Regions from separate parts of the Mus musculus genome. Here region 1 is linked to region 2. The links are chromatin contacts, called in public HiCAR-type maps. All regions are on one chromosome and are shown on one strand. Each heading gives the region's core, a stretch centred on a gene start, on an enhancer-like site or on the middle of the called end of the contact. The rest is flanking DNA. Distances are from core to core; before and after follow the strand shown.

Region 1 (6,831 bases), core at 164-2,663, 620 kb after region 2:
AGGCAAAACCCCTGTCCATCCACATAAGTAAGTAAATCTTAAAACAAAACAAAACAAAACCAAACCAAAACCACTAGCCTGTTTGAGGATACTAGTTAAAGTCACAAGGAAAGATTTTTATTGGCTACTGCTGCCGTAGGAAAGCCTACATTATGAACTGGGTTCTAGTTTCATTAAAAAAAAAAACCAAAATAAAAAAAAAAGAATAGGGATCTTGAAGGCCGGGGAATGGTGCTGAAGGATCTAAGGTGTTCGTGTGTGTGTGTGTGTGTGTAGAAACAAACGTGTTTCTTATGACAGGAGCAGTGGAGCAAGCTGAAAACAACCATCTCTGGAAGGGGCTGGAGCCCAAGGTGATTTATCTTCCTGAGTGCTCGCTCACACCTCAACGACATGTCTACCACATCTCCAGGAAACTGTGGGGTGGTAGGCTTATGCCCCAAAGTGCAGAGAAAGAAAATATAATCTTTACTTTGCTCCAGGGATCTGCCTATCTGTCACCAGGTTTGGGCAGGGGTGGGGAGGAAATTTCCCATACTTTTAGTTTTTCTAAGCGGGCATTTTAAGGGGTGTAGTATAGTCACGAAGGCAACGCCCTGAAGTGTTACTGTGCAGTCCTTTTTTCTTGCTGTCCCATCCCAAGAGTGCTGTGGATTTCAGGATACTGTTAGTATTTGATTGGCCTGGCTTTAAGAGCCAACGCCATACGGTGTGTTTTGCAAGGCCCAAAGTTGATGATAGGCTTAGAATATGTCTCATCAACAATTAAACGAATGAAACCTGGAGTGCAAGCCGCGATGCACGCCTGGCTTTACCACTTTCAATCTGGCTAACTTTAGTCCTTCGTTCGTTATTATCCAGACCGCGTGCCACTTTCACAGCTTGTCTGTAAGTTTTGGCTTTGGGGTTCGAAAGTGGGAAACCGAGGCCGGCTTTCCTTTTGGACAAGAGGTTTATCAGAGTCACCAACACCACGGACAGCACCGTGAAGGGGGCTCTGGGGAGCCCAGGCTGCGTTCCAGGGTTGGGGGATTCCCTCCTTAAGGGTTAGGGGTCACGTGACTGGCCTGATCACGTGACCGGCGGGACGCCCACATTTTGTTGTTCACAGGCGGTCTCTGAATCCGGTATGCGGGCAAGTTTCGAAAAGCAAGTTACTTGGCTTCTGGAAACCAAACCAAGGTGTTTCAAGACTCGTCACTGACTCATCCTACGTCTTCTCAAACCTCGCATGGCTCACGTGACTCCTCCGTACGGCCCTCCTCTCCTGGAAGCACGTGGTCGCCCCTGACCCTCCTTCCGCTCAGCCTCAGGGTTCTGGGTCTCCGCGTCCTGCCGCGCCGCGGCACTCCAGTTCGCCTGCGCAGACGGAGAGGCCTGGCACACAGGTTAGTTTGCGGCGTGGCCGTAAAGCGCGGTCGCGCGTCGGGTACGTCGTGGGGCTGCTGGCGCCGCCGGCCAGCGGCGCTGGGGGAGCGCGGCCGGGTCCTAGTGCCCGCTGGCTGCAGGTTCGGGGCTCAAGGCGGGGCTCCGGGCGAGGCCGGCCACCTCCGAACCCTCGCGGGCCGCGCGCCAGGCGCCAGGCGCCGATGGCCGGCCGCTCCCTGGGGCAGGCGGTAGCCACCGTGTCGCTCTCGGTGGCCCTCGCGTCAGTGACTGTCCGGTCCTCAGCCTGCCGCGCCGTCCCCGCACCCAGGTACCCCGATTCTAGGACGGGCTGCGGTTCCGAGACCTCGGGTGGACCTGCGATCCCCTCCTTCCTTTTCCAGAGGTTATGTAGGCTGTGCTGAAGTACTGGATTTTGGGAAGCCAATAGCAAGGACCCTTCTCGATCTCTGACTTTTTAATTTGCCCATCCAGATAAGGCGCCAACGCTAATTCATAGATCACCAGAGTTTGAAGAGCATTTATGGTGTGTTGCTCCGTGCTAGAGGTGATACCGAGTCCATATAATGGAATATACTGTTAATATATACTGTTAATCTGAGTAGCAGACAGTGTTTTCTGTGCGCTGGAAGGCGCTGATTATTGGCTTTTGGGTAGACTGGAGATGAAGTGTGCGCACAAGTGCCTCAGTACTGGGAACCTCGTTCTTTCCCTTCTCTCCTGGGCGAGGTGGCCGCAACTTTATTTCCTAGTGACTTGGAAAGTTTGTAAGTTTGGTTCTGTTAAGTTCTCTGACACCAGTGTCTTCCTTAAAACACATACCACCCACGCCTCAAGCTTGACTTTTATCTAGGAGGCAAACTCACCAAGCTTTCGGTTCCGAAGAGGAAAGAGGTTAGTTCCCTGGCAATTTGGGCTCCGTGTGAGACCGAGTTTGGAATTTCTGTGGGCTTCCCAAACAGGAGTGACATATTCCTTCACCTCATTGAAAATAGAATTACTTCTGCTGTGGTTTGTAGGCCCCACGGTGCCATCCCCTTTCTGCTTTCCTGACAGTGCTTAAAACCCCTCAATCAGAGTGTCCTCTTTCTGCTGGTGTGGGTTAACACCCTTTATACACCTTCTTCAGTGGGGCTTGCTGAGGGGAGAACTTCCTGCTCTCTGGAAGTCACTAATGGCATTTTTGTTGGTTGTTACCAGAACAACGAAAAGCTCATTGGTGATTTCTAGCACGACAGGGAAAGGAACACTTAAAGAAGTATATCCAGAACTGAAACTGCTTATTCCAAAGAAAAACCCAAAGCTAAGTCAACAAGTGTTTGTTGAGTGCCTGCTGGTCTAGACAGATGATTGTAAAACATCTGTCGAGAAACAAAAGACGTGTAACTTCAAGAGTTTTGTGACTACAGTTTTCTTTAGGAGCTTGGCCCCTCATCCACTGATCACCTTCCATGCCCATGTTTATGTAGGTAGCACTAATTAGACTATCTTAAAAGGCTATCTAAAAGGAAACAGAAGGAGCCAGAAGAGGGGGCTGGAGAGATAGCTCAGCAGTTAAGAGCTCGAATGGACTGGAAGATGATCCCTGTTCATTCTTGGTTGCCAGGTCAGGTGTAAACTCCTGCTCCATTGTCAGCTCTGCGCCCCTGTGCAGGACCCATGCATGAACACACACATGTAATCAAAAATAAAATATAAAAATGTAGGAGAACATGACTGATGGGGTGGAAAGCTGGGAGGAGTTGGGAGGCGGATATGATCAAAATACGTTTATGTGTATGTATTCACTCCTATCTCCAGTGTGATACACCTATATGTATAGAATTTTCTAAAAATAAGTGAATAAAAACATATTAAAAACAATTTTGTGACTAACAATGGAGGGAAATCCAGGGCACAGGAGTTAGAATTTTGTAGTTAGAATTTGTGATTTACGTAGTTTCAAAGATCTTTATTAGTAAAACCTGGAAAGTCAGGTTTCCGTTTCTCAACAGGTTTTGTCAGTGACATAAGTTTGTTCATGTGCTCACATGTAACATGTGTGACCCAAAAATTAAGCTGAGGTGCAACAGGAAATATTAGAATTATTTCCAAAGCAAGGATTTGTGTGGGTCAGTTGAGTGGGCAGTATTGCCAGCACTTAGGAGAGTGACTTGCAGGCGTACACTTACCTCTTATAAATTATGGTATTGAAGATTTTCTTCAGTTCATAGCAGCATGCAGCTATTGGATTCCTTTCCTTTCCTCTCCCTTCTTTTCTTCTCTCTCTCTCTCTTTCTTTCTTTCTTTCTTTCTTCTTTTTTTTTTTTTTTGTTTGTTTGTTTGTTTTTCAAGACAGGGTTTCTCTGTGTAGCCCTGGCTGTCCTGGAACTCACTCTGTAGACCAGGCTGGCCTCGAACTCAGAAATCTGCCTGCCTCTACCTCCCGAGTGCTGGGATTAAAGACGTGCGCCACCATGCCCGGCTTTCTTTTCTCTCTTTCTTCCCTTCCCTTCCCTTCCCTTCCCTCCCCTCCCCTCCCCTCCCCTCCCCTCCCCTCCCCCCCCTCCTCTCCCTTTCCTTTCCTTCCTTTCCTTCTTGCCAGTCTTAGGAACTGGTCTTTGCTTTGTAAGATGCATTTTAATAATTTCCTAGTTCCTTTCTGTTGATGGCACAGTCCTGTAATTCAATAAAAAAGATTTAGGCTCTGATTATGTACATAGTAAGTATTCTTGTTCCAGTAGCCAGCGTGGTCCCATAATGGACAGCAGACGTGAGTGGATTAGCATTCCTCTGTGGGGAAGATGCATAGTCTGATTATATTTTGCTATTTATTTTTTAAAAATATTTATGGGTGTTGTGTGTGTGTGTGTGTGTGTGTGTGTGTGTGTGCGCACCTATGCGGTGCCCAGAAGACGATGCTGGTGACTTATTACTCACCGTCTGCCTACTCCTTTGAGGAAGATTCTCTCCTTGAACCTGGGGCTTGTGTCTTTTTGGCTAGGCTGGATCCTTGGGGTCAGAGGTGTGTGTGGGACTCCTGGCTTCTTACATCGGTACTGGGCTCTGAGCTCTAGTCCCTAGTAATTGGCTAAGTAGCTGTCCAAGCAGAAGTGTCATCTCTCCAGCTAATTTTGACAAATACATGTGTTATACACACTTAGGTTTGAGTGAGGAAGACTTTCCTTTTTCAAAGAATTTGTAACTTGGATTTCCAGATCTAGAGCAGCTGAAGCAAGCTTGTCCTCAGATGGGAAAATAGTGAAAACCTACCACTTTCATTTGTTTGTGAGGCAGCCTTCCTGAGCAGGCCAGGCTGGCTTTGATCTGGTGGCTTGTCCAGGGATTGTAACTTTCACTTTACTTAACAAGTCATCTGTCCTACCTCACACTTGCTCCCAGCCTCTTAGGGCCTTGGGCCTGCCTTGTGGATGCAGGGCGCATGCAAATGAAGCAGCAGGGTTTTGAGAGTCTCTCAATGAGATGACAGCAAACAGCTTGCCTTAGAGGTCAGAGGCCTTGGATACCCTGGAGCTGGAGTTATAGGTGGTTGTGAGCTGTGTGGCTTAGGTGTTGGGAATCACACTTGGGTCCTCTGGAAGAGCAGTACACACATGCAATCGTCATTGCCGTGTTATTTTCTGATTTTTACAGGGTTTTGAAATTGACAAATGTTTCTGGATCTTTGAACTAGGTTCTTTAATTCATATGCTTTTGGAATGTCTATAAGATGTTTATCTTTTTTTTTTTTCCTTTCCTTAGAAACACATTTCCAACCTGTGGGTTCCACCTTAACGCCAACATCATGTCTGGTTCTAATGGTGCCAAAGAGAATTCCCACAACAAGGCCCGGACTTCTCCTTACCCAGGTTCAAAAGTCGAGCGAAGTCAGGTTCCGAATGAGAAGGTGGGCTGGCTCGTTGAGTGGCAGGACTACAACCCAGTGGAGTACACCGCGGTCTCTGTCCTGGCTGGACCCCAGTGGGCGGACCCTCAGATCAGGTGAGCAGACTTACGGAAAGCCAGGGTTTTTAAGTTATCATTTGATATTTGAAAAAAATCACGTCAATCCATGCTGGGTGTTGTTGCAAGTGAGTTTCTGCTTTTGCTTGAACTTGTCCAAACTGACCAGTCCATGCTTGCTTATTCTTCGCCAAGTTTTGTGAGGACTTCCCCTAATGGGCAAATCTATTTGGAATCGCCGCTGTTTGTTTTGGAGTAATAACAACTGGTGGTATCTGGTTTTTTTTGCATGTTCTTTTTGGGTTAACAGTTGTGCACCTCTTGTTTCTGGCAGAGCTAGGCCTGGTATTCGAGGTTGTGGAAACATTTGTCAGACTCTTTTCCAGATGACCATAATCCAAGGATGAGCTTGTGAGCATGGAAAGATGGGCAAGAGAGAGGAGGGCAGTGCTTTGATTCTGTCCCTGCGAGAGCTTGGCTGCTTCCTATTTTATGATTATATTCTCTTTCCAGCTTTGCCGAGCTGTAATCACAAAAATTATTATGTATGTGCAGCTCAGTGATGTGATTCATGCATACATCGTGAAATGATTACCACAGTAAAACAGTTAACATAGCCATCTCTAGCCCGTAGACGTCTCCTGCGGTAGGAACGTTCGAGCTCTGGCTTGAGCAAGCTTCAGGTGTTGTCTTCAGAACTAACTAACTGTGGTCACTGAGCCCGACAGCAGATCTTGAGAATTAACCCTCCCACAGAACCAAAACCTCATTCATGCCTTTTCAGAAATGTCATTCCCACTTTGCCTGCTTTTATGTTTCTTGTAGCGATAAATATAACACCGTAGTAGAATGATTTCCTTCTAGAATAGCACTCAGGAGCTGGAGAGAGAGCTCAGTAGTTCAGAGGACTTGTCACTCTCGGGGAGGACCAGGTTTGGTTCCCGGCACTCACATGTCGGTGCTCAGTCATTCATAACTCCAGCCTCAGGGGCTCTAACTCCTTCTTTTGATCTCCATGGACACCAGACGCCCACATGGAGCACTTAATAAATGCAGGCAAAGCACTCATAAGCATAAAATAAACTCAATCTAAAAGTTATCTTTAAAAGTTGTTTATTCACTCTCTTTATTTTAACTATTTTAGTTTACTTATTTTGTTGCCAGGCATTGCTAAGCGTCCAAGTGGTCTTCCCCTACGGTCAGTTCTCAGCCTAAGTTTATAAGACTGCACGTATTGATGCTTTGATGCACGTGCACATTTGAATCAGCTTACACAAACATAGCCTTCTCCTCACACATCCTTACTTTAAGTTGAATACATCCCATATAATTTCTTCTAGCCTTTTGCAATAGTCCATTGCTACTCTGAAGTCACTGTAGTGTGCAATAGTACCAGGACCCTTAACCCTATGTAAGTATTCCTCAGTGCCCCTTGAGTGGGCTGTCCCCACATTCCCCCCAAGCCCTGTTCTATTTTTAGGCTCTGGGGACCTCCAAACTGCC
Region 2 (6,695 bases), core at 3,900-6,399:
GTGGGCCTTGGAGATTCAGCTGTCTCAAGTCATTTCTGCTAATGTAAGTGACCCCGCACCCATATTAGTTAGTAAACACCCCACCCCACCCCCCACCACATGGTTCACCAAGTTGGACATCGATGGTATCAAAGGGTTAGGGTTTGATCTGTCTTGGGCTTCCTATCTGAGTAGATGTGTGTTTCATTTCCCCAGGAATAACTTTGTCACACAACAAACATTAATTTTCTCCATGTATGTGAATATCATAAGCCCAGGTTGGCTCTGAAGTGTTGTTGGTCAGTCTCTGTATGAGACAAGTTTCATTCCAAGCTTCCTAGTAGACATTATTATGAGGGAAATAGAAAAACCAAGATAATCAGCTTCAATTTTTTTTTCCCTAAGAAACTGAAGCCTGGGTTTATTAAACTCCACCCAATGAAGCCTTTAATAATCAGCTCTCCACCCAGGCCTTACTCCCCTCACAGTGTCTCCTTTAAAACAGATCAGAAACTAGACAGCGTCCCTGTGCCTCCATCTCCACTTGGCAGGACACCCTCAATCCAAGATCAGCAGCCCCATGGGCTTTTCTCTACGGGTCCCATTGCCACACAGAATATTCACATGAGGTCGCTTTGCGTATGTTCTAGCCTGGCTGCATTTAAAACAAAAGTAGTCGCTTGCCGTGCTCTCTTCAACCACACTGAACAGGCGGTTGCATAACCTGCCGGGACAAGTTGCAGAATGAGTCAGGAAGGGACCAACCCCAGGAAAAATCGTGAATTAGGCAGTTTGACTTCAGCGCCACACCTACAGAACTCCACACACCTCCTTGATCCCTTCCCATGGTATCATTAGCCCTGAGGGTCACCAGCATACCACAAGCCTCCCCCCACCCCCCCTACACACACCAGATTCCTGTCTCCCCGCTGGCTTCTGATCCCTGAAACCAACTTCCCAACCTGCCTCTGCACTAATTAAAATTTACTGCTCCAGTATCTCTCTCCCTCAGGGTTTAAAGTGACAACAACCTAATCTGATAATGCCGGTCCACATTAACATACAGAGAGAAAGCTAGAAGCTAAAGTGAATTTTAACCATGACCTAAAGATAACACCTCTGCAGTTGAACTCGTTAGCAGCTTGCAGTGAGAATTTCCCCCGCTAAGGAATGTGGGAGAGGAAAATATTGGGGAGCTGTTACAGGCCTCAGCACTGGCAGGCCAAGTGGAAACAGAGGGACCACGTGAGCCAAACATATGGCCAGCACTAATCTGAAGATGAACAATCCCCGATCAAGGTGGCAAGTGAGAGACAAGCACAAGAATTAAGTATCGAAAAGCAACTTGGGGGCCATGGAAGGTTGAACTTGACGTGTGCCACAATTAAATTTTTCTTTCACAGGGCTCGCAAGTCCTAGGACCCACCAGGCATTTTCCAACTTTTTTCCCTTAGAACAAAACTTACCTTCAAAAACCCTATCACGTAAAACATTCATTCCCAAACCATCTGGCTTCTGTTGTCTGATGGTTTAAAGCCCTCCTTTCAAGTTTACAAACAGTTCTCAGACAGATGAGTATCTCCGCTTGATCCTGCGGTATGTTTCCAATCTCGACGGACGTACGTGCCGATTTATTTACCTCACTTTATGGTAGGAAAAGGAGGGTCAACGAAGGCAGGCGTCTGGCCAGGATTTGAACTGGCCTTCTCAGCAGAGGGCTGTGTTCTCTTCACCTCTGAGCTGCCAGGCTGCCTCTCAGCATTTAGATTTATCTGTGCCTTTGCTGTCATGTAACCCTTGCATCCTAGGGGGATTCTTGTGTTTTAAAGAGAGTTCAGCTACTCCCCAGAAGAAAATAACCTGTGTATTCAGTGGCCCCGAGGGTACCTGTAGTCCTATCTGATTTCCATTACCACCCCACCCCCTCAGGTAATTCTTCATTCCCTTGGAAGTGTGAGTACCTGCATCTCTCTCACAAAGTCTTTCTTGAGCTGTGGCGCTCCGATTACCTGCTCATGTTTGGGTGGATTACCTATCTTGCCTCTGCTACTCACCTGGGCTGGGTTCCCATCACAGTTGTCTGTTTAGCAAGAAGGAACAATATGTTTCTGGGCTTAACAGGGAGAAAAACATGAACATAGCTAGTTGAAGCCAGAATACAAATGTTTCACACAGAGAAGAGCACAAGAAGCCAGCTGGGGAAACTGTGCTGTTTACAGATGTGGATGAACTCGGAATTCATTTCAACCTTAGAAAAGCAAAAGAAAGAGCGTGTGTGTGTGTGTGTGTGGGGGGGGGGGGGCAGTATTTAAAAGTGACCGATATTTAAATCACTCAGTCCTAACATTTTAGAGCACTAGAGACTGCCTGCCTTTGTGGATTTGTTGGAACATGTAGATGATTTCCGTAGAAGCAAAAGTTAATTGGGTGCAAAACATCATATGGGCCTTGGGTTGTTTATTACTAAGAGACCATGCTTGGGACACACAACGTTCAGAATAGTTCATGCAGCATGGAAAGACCACCCTATAGCAGACCCCAACACTACATTCCAAGTACACGTAACGATGGAAACAGAGAACTCCTTCCACATGGCTTTCCCTTGACGTCCATCCGTATGTGCACACACGCACAATGATAATAACAATAATGAGTAAGACGTTTTGAATGAAAAAATAAAAGTATAGTTAAAAAAAAAAGTCCACAAAAGTTTTAGAAGAAAACATGAGAGACTATTTTTGGTAACGGGAAGTAAAATAGCTAGTAAGCATATGAAAGGAACTAAGATCGCCCTGATTAACTTGCACTGTTACATTTAATTTCTCAGTCATGTTTCCTATCTAAGGGCACTATCAGTCTCACTGTTGCATGGTCAGATGGGAACATTCTTGCCTTGTCCCTGTCTGCAGTGGGAATAAATACAGTGTTTCATTATAATGCACATTGCTGGCTTTGTTGTAAAACAGCTATTTTAAAAAATTATCTTTTTCAAAGTAAACTTTTTATTAAGAGTACTGCTGGATATTACAAGAATTATCAGCATCACTTGTCACGTATACTATTGTCTCCTTTGACCTAGGAACATAGTCAATTATATAACTTTTTTCTATTACTGGACTCTTTCTATAGACATAAAATAATTCCTCTTAAATGTGTCATATCACTTGTAAGATGGTTCATGGTCCTGTTTATTAGTATTTTCTTTCTTTGTTTAAAAAACTACAAACTACAGTATGTTCAAACAGATTAGCTTGTAGGTTTCTCTTTTGTGTTTCTGGTTTTATTTTTAAGCGAGCCATTCAGCTTCTCCCAAACAGGGGATTACTATAGAAAGAAGCCCGAGGGCAGCCACCTGAAGTGGCTTCATGCAAAAGAAAAGAAATGGCTCACAACAGTATAGCTTATCTTTTTTTTTTTTTTTTTTTTTTTTTTTTTTTTTTTTTTTTTTTTTGGGGAAGTTTACAGCCACCATTCTCTCTGTACTGTTTCTACCTTCTTTCTGACAGATCACAAGCCATTGCAAGCTTTATGGATGGTTTCTTTCCTTCAAATAACTGTATCAATTTTCTTTCAGTGGCAAGCAGGCAAGTATTCCGTTTTTGTTCCTCTAAACAGGCCTCTCCCTATCTTACCTCCCTGATAAATGAGCCGGAACTTTCAAAACTGGGGGAAGGGCTACAAGTCTTCTCTGTCTCCACTCCCACAGGCCGGCCCTGCTCACTGTTGTTTTCTGACCTCCTGCTGCTCTCTAGTTTTCTGTGGTGGTTCCCCTTAGCTGCTCTCCCTCAATTTAGCTCCGTTCTTAAAGTCCAGATTAAGTTCCCCTCCTCCATTGGTATGCCTTTGCTGCTGTACTGGCTAAACCTTTTGGTCCCAGGTTTCAGATTGTTCCTGGAGGGCTAGCTTTCTCCCTCAGGCTCCATGTTTGACTCCTTGAGGACAGGGATTTGGGTTTCTGCTCTCGTTTTCCATGGAGTTAGAGAGATGCCATTCAGTGCGTACGTGCAAGGCATATTTGAAGACATCCATCACAGCTATTCATTTAGTAAATGAGATAATGAAAACTCAAATAGTAGCCAAAGGTAAATCATTAATTAATTCCCTCATTCATCACACCTGTACCAAAGCCTCAGGGGCTGGGGAACCTGGGATTGCAGCTTGCCCGGAGAAGCCAGACGAGCCTCTTCTCTCCATTTTGAGGAGATCCTTAAAGTAAATAAAGGTCCATATAGGATCTCAGACAAAATTAACCCTGTATGTGTTACTGAATGTATTAGTAACCTTATATAGCACCAAAGAGAACGATAGCAAAAAACCCTTTAAAACCCACATTACAAGATGCTATTCTGCTCGTGAATTCTGCAAGGTTTCCTTGCAAATAATTGAACTTAGAATGTTTTAGTTTGCAGGAAAGAAATCGCTACGAGGATACACCTTCGCCAAGCTGTTGTGTGTTTAAAGAAATGGTTTATCAATTAGGTGGTTTTACCGTAAAACTTTTAACGCTGGGGTTGCCAAGTTCACAAAATATCAGGGCAAAAATCTTGTTTCTCACGAAAACGCGAGTATTTGAGTTTTCCGGGGGGATCTTTGAGGCTGTGCTGTCGCAGCACACCTTTGAAAGTCTCTTCACAGCTGTGGGAACCCGGCGGAGCCGATTCACTGCCCACACCATTTCTCGGTTGCTGTGTAGCTGGGGGAGCTGGCAGGGCGACGTTCCCTCTCTCTCCACCTTCTTTCATTGCCTGGGTCGCCCGGAGAGAATCTGGGAGCAAGGCTGCGAGGAGGGGGAGGGGCCGGCAGCTTCGCGTCTGTCACTCTTCCTCGCGCGTTTCGGAAAGTTCTGGGTCTGAAGTTGGGGGAGCCCAAGAGGCTTCATCCCCAAGTCTGCACAGTGGAGAGTGCACACAGCAGAACCCTGCCCTGGCGCCCTCGACCCCAGCGCGGGGCCAAAAGAAGAGTGAGGAGCCCGACCCAAGGCACCGGTTGTCATGGCAACCGGGGCGCAGGTCTCCCCAGAGACTCGGTCCCAAGGGAGGAGGCGGGGTGGGGCTCCTGGCGGACCAATGGGGAGAAGCGGAGTGCAGGGTCCCGGACCTGCGGTCCTGTCCGCGCGCGGGCGGGGTTGACTGACAGGGCAAGGGGCGGGGCCGATGCGTCGGGCCGAGGAGGAGCTGCGCGCCGTGAGGAGCTGGGCCGGGCGCGCCGCGGCGAGGGTGACACACCATGGTCACAGTTCTCCGAGGTCTCCGCGCCGCTGCCGAGCAGCGCTCCCCGGCTCTCCCGTCCGCCTCAGCCTCCTGGACAGCGCCGCGCGCGGGCGGCCGTCGTTGAGGCGCTGCGAAGTCGCGGCGGGCGGGCGGGAGCTCGGCGGGGGTCGCCGCCCGGCGATGCTGCTTCTGTCGCCGCCGACCCTCTCTGCGCACGCCCGAAGCAGCTCGGGGAAGAAGAGGCGGCGGCTCTCGGTGCCCGCGCGCTGCGCTCCGGTCGCCGCACCGGGGCTCCCCACGCGCCGGTAAGAAGCACGCGTGGCCGGACCCGGGGGGTGGGATGTGCGGGCCTCTGGGACGTCTCTTCGGCTCCCCTCGGTTCGGATGGTGGCATCCCTGGTGCGCCGAGGGCGGGGAGCGCGAGCTGCTTGCAGTTTAATCCTGGCTGAGACCCCCGAGTGGGAGGGAGCGACGGGCTGTGGGCCACAGCGAGTGACGCTGCCCCGTGGAGCTGGTGCGGACAGCCTTGCGCCGAGCGCGCGGTGGGAAGGGCTCCCGGAGTCTGTTTCTAATTTCTGTAAATGATTGTGGACATGGTGTGGTTAGAAGCCGCCCAGAAGAATGTGTCTGTGTAAGGGCTCCGAGAAGGGGGTAGGGACGGGGACAGGCTCTAGTAAAGTTTGCTTCTCTCTGCTGCAGGCCAGCCTTTCTTTTCTCCACTTTGCTCGATAACGTGAGCGCCGAGAGCTGCAAAGTTAAAAGTTAAGCCAAAGTCAAGGAACTTTGGAAATTTAATTTCCTTCTGTTGTGTATTGGAGAAGCGAGGATGGGGAGACATGGGAGCGAGTCACAGAGTGCAGGTTTCTTTCCCTGTGTAAGATCGACACCTCCCCGTATTTGCGACTAATCTTTTAGACAACCTTCTGTCATTTTCGCTTAATTGCATCTTTGAAATAACAAACGCGGTGACTTCATAGGTAGCTGCCTGGAGCTGAGTTTACCTTTCCGAAAATGGGGCAATCGGGTTTGTTTTCTAGGCGGGACATACAGAAAATGTGGGACACCTGATATGTGGGTTGAAGGACGCTGCTAACTAATTAGGAAGATTTAAAAAGGTCTGTCTAGAGAGCTTATTAAAGGACGGGAAGAAAAAAAGTACCTGTATTATGAAACAGGCGTTGGTATTTTCCCAAGTTCTTGAACCGGGTTGGCAGGGTCGGGGTCAAAACCTGCTTCATTTTCATTGGCTGCCAGTAGTGGTGATGAGGTACAAGTTATTTTTCACTTGCATTTTTTTTTTTTACTAAGTTCATAAAGATAGTGGCTCAGTAAATTAATATATTAATAGATAAGTACCGTATCGTATCATCCAGTCCCACATGTGTTTTGCAGTGTTTTTGGAACATCATGTTCTAAATTTGATGGTCTCCAGGTTTCCAGGGAGTACCTGTGGGGAGAAGGGAGGCAGCTATTAGAATTTAAAGGTAGAAACTATTAAGGCTTCAT

What was found. HiCAR-type assays count read pairs that join an accessible place to other places.
Region 1: a HiCAR-type map of astrocytes shows a contact between it and region 2, with 2.3 times the contacts expected there. The contact joins the promoter of Nudt9 here to the promoter of Ptpn13 in region 2. A contact is called at or near these places in 1 of 484 Hi-C or Micro-C datasets (embryonic stem cells) and 1 of 115 datasets of contacts at active chromatin or transcription factors (astrocytes).

Annotation. Positions count from the first base shown.
Region 1 is chr5:104,045,451-104,052,281 of GRCm38.p6, forward strand. Nudt9 (nudix (nucleoside diphosphate linked moiety X)-type motif 9) reads left to right here and starts at 1,414. Exons shown (of 8, transcript NM_028794.4): 1 at 1,414-1,696; 2 at 5,128-5,367. The coding sequence starts at 1,590. Mir5619 (microRNA 5619) reads left to right here and starts at 2,553; the gene lies at 2,553-2,613. Gm52783 (a long non-coding RNA gene) reads right to left here. Exons shown (of 3, transcript XR_003955769.1): 3 at 5,365-5,851.
Region 2 is chr5:103,420,043-103,426,737 of GRCm38.p6, forward strand. It overlaps Ptpn13 (protein tyrosine phosphatase, non-receptor type 13), which reads left to right and starts at 5,150. Exons shown (of 48, transcript NM_011204.2): 1 at 5,150-5,494.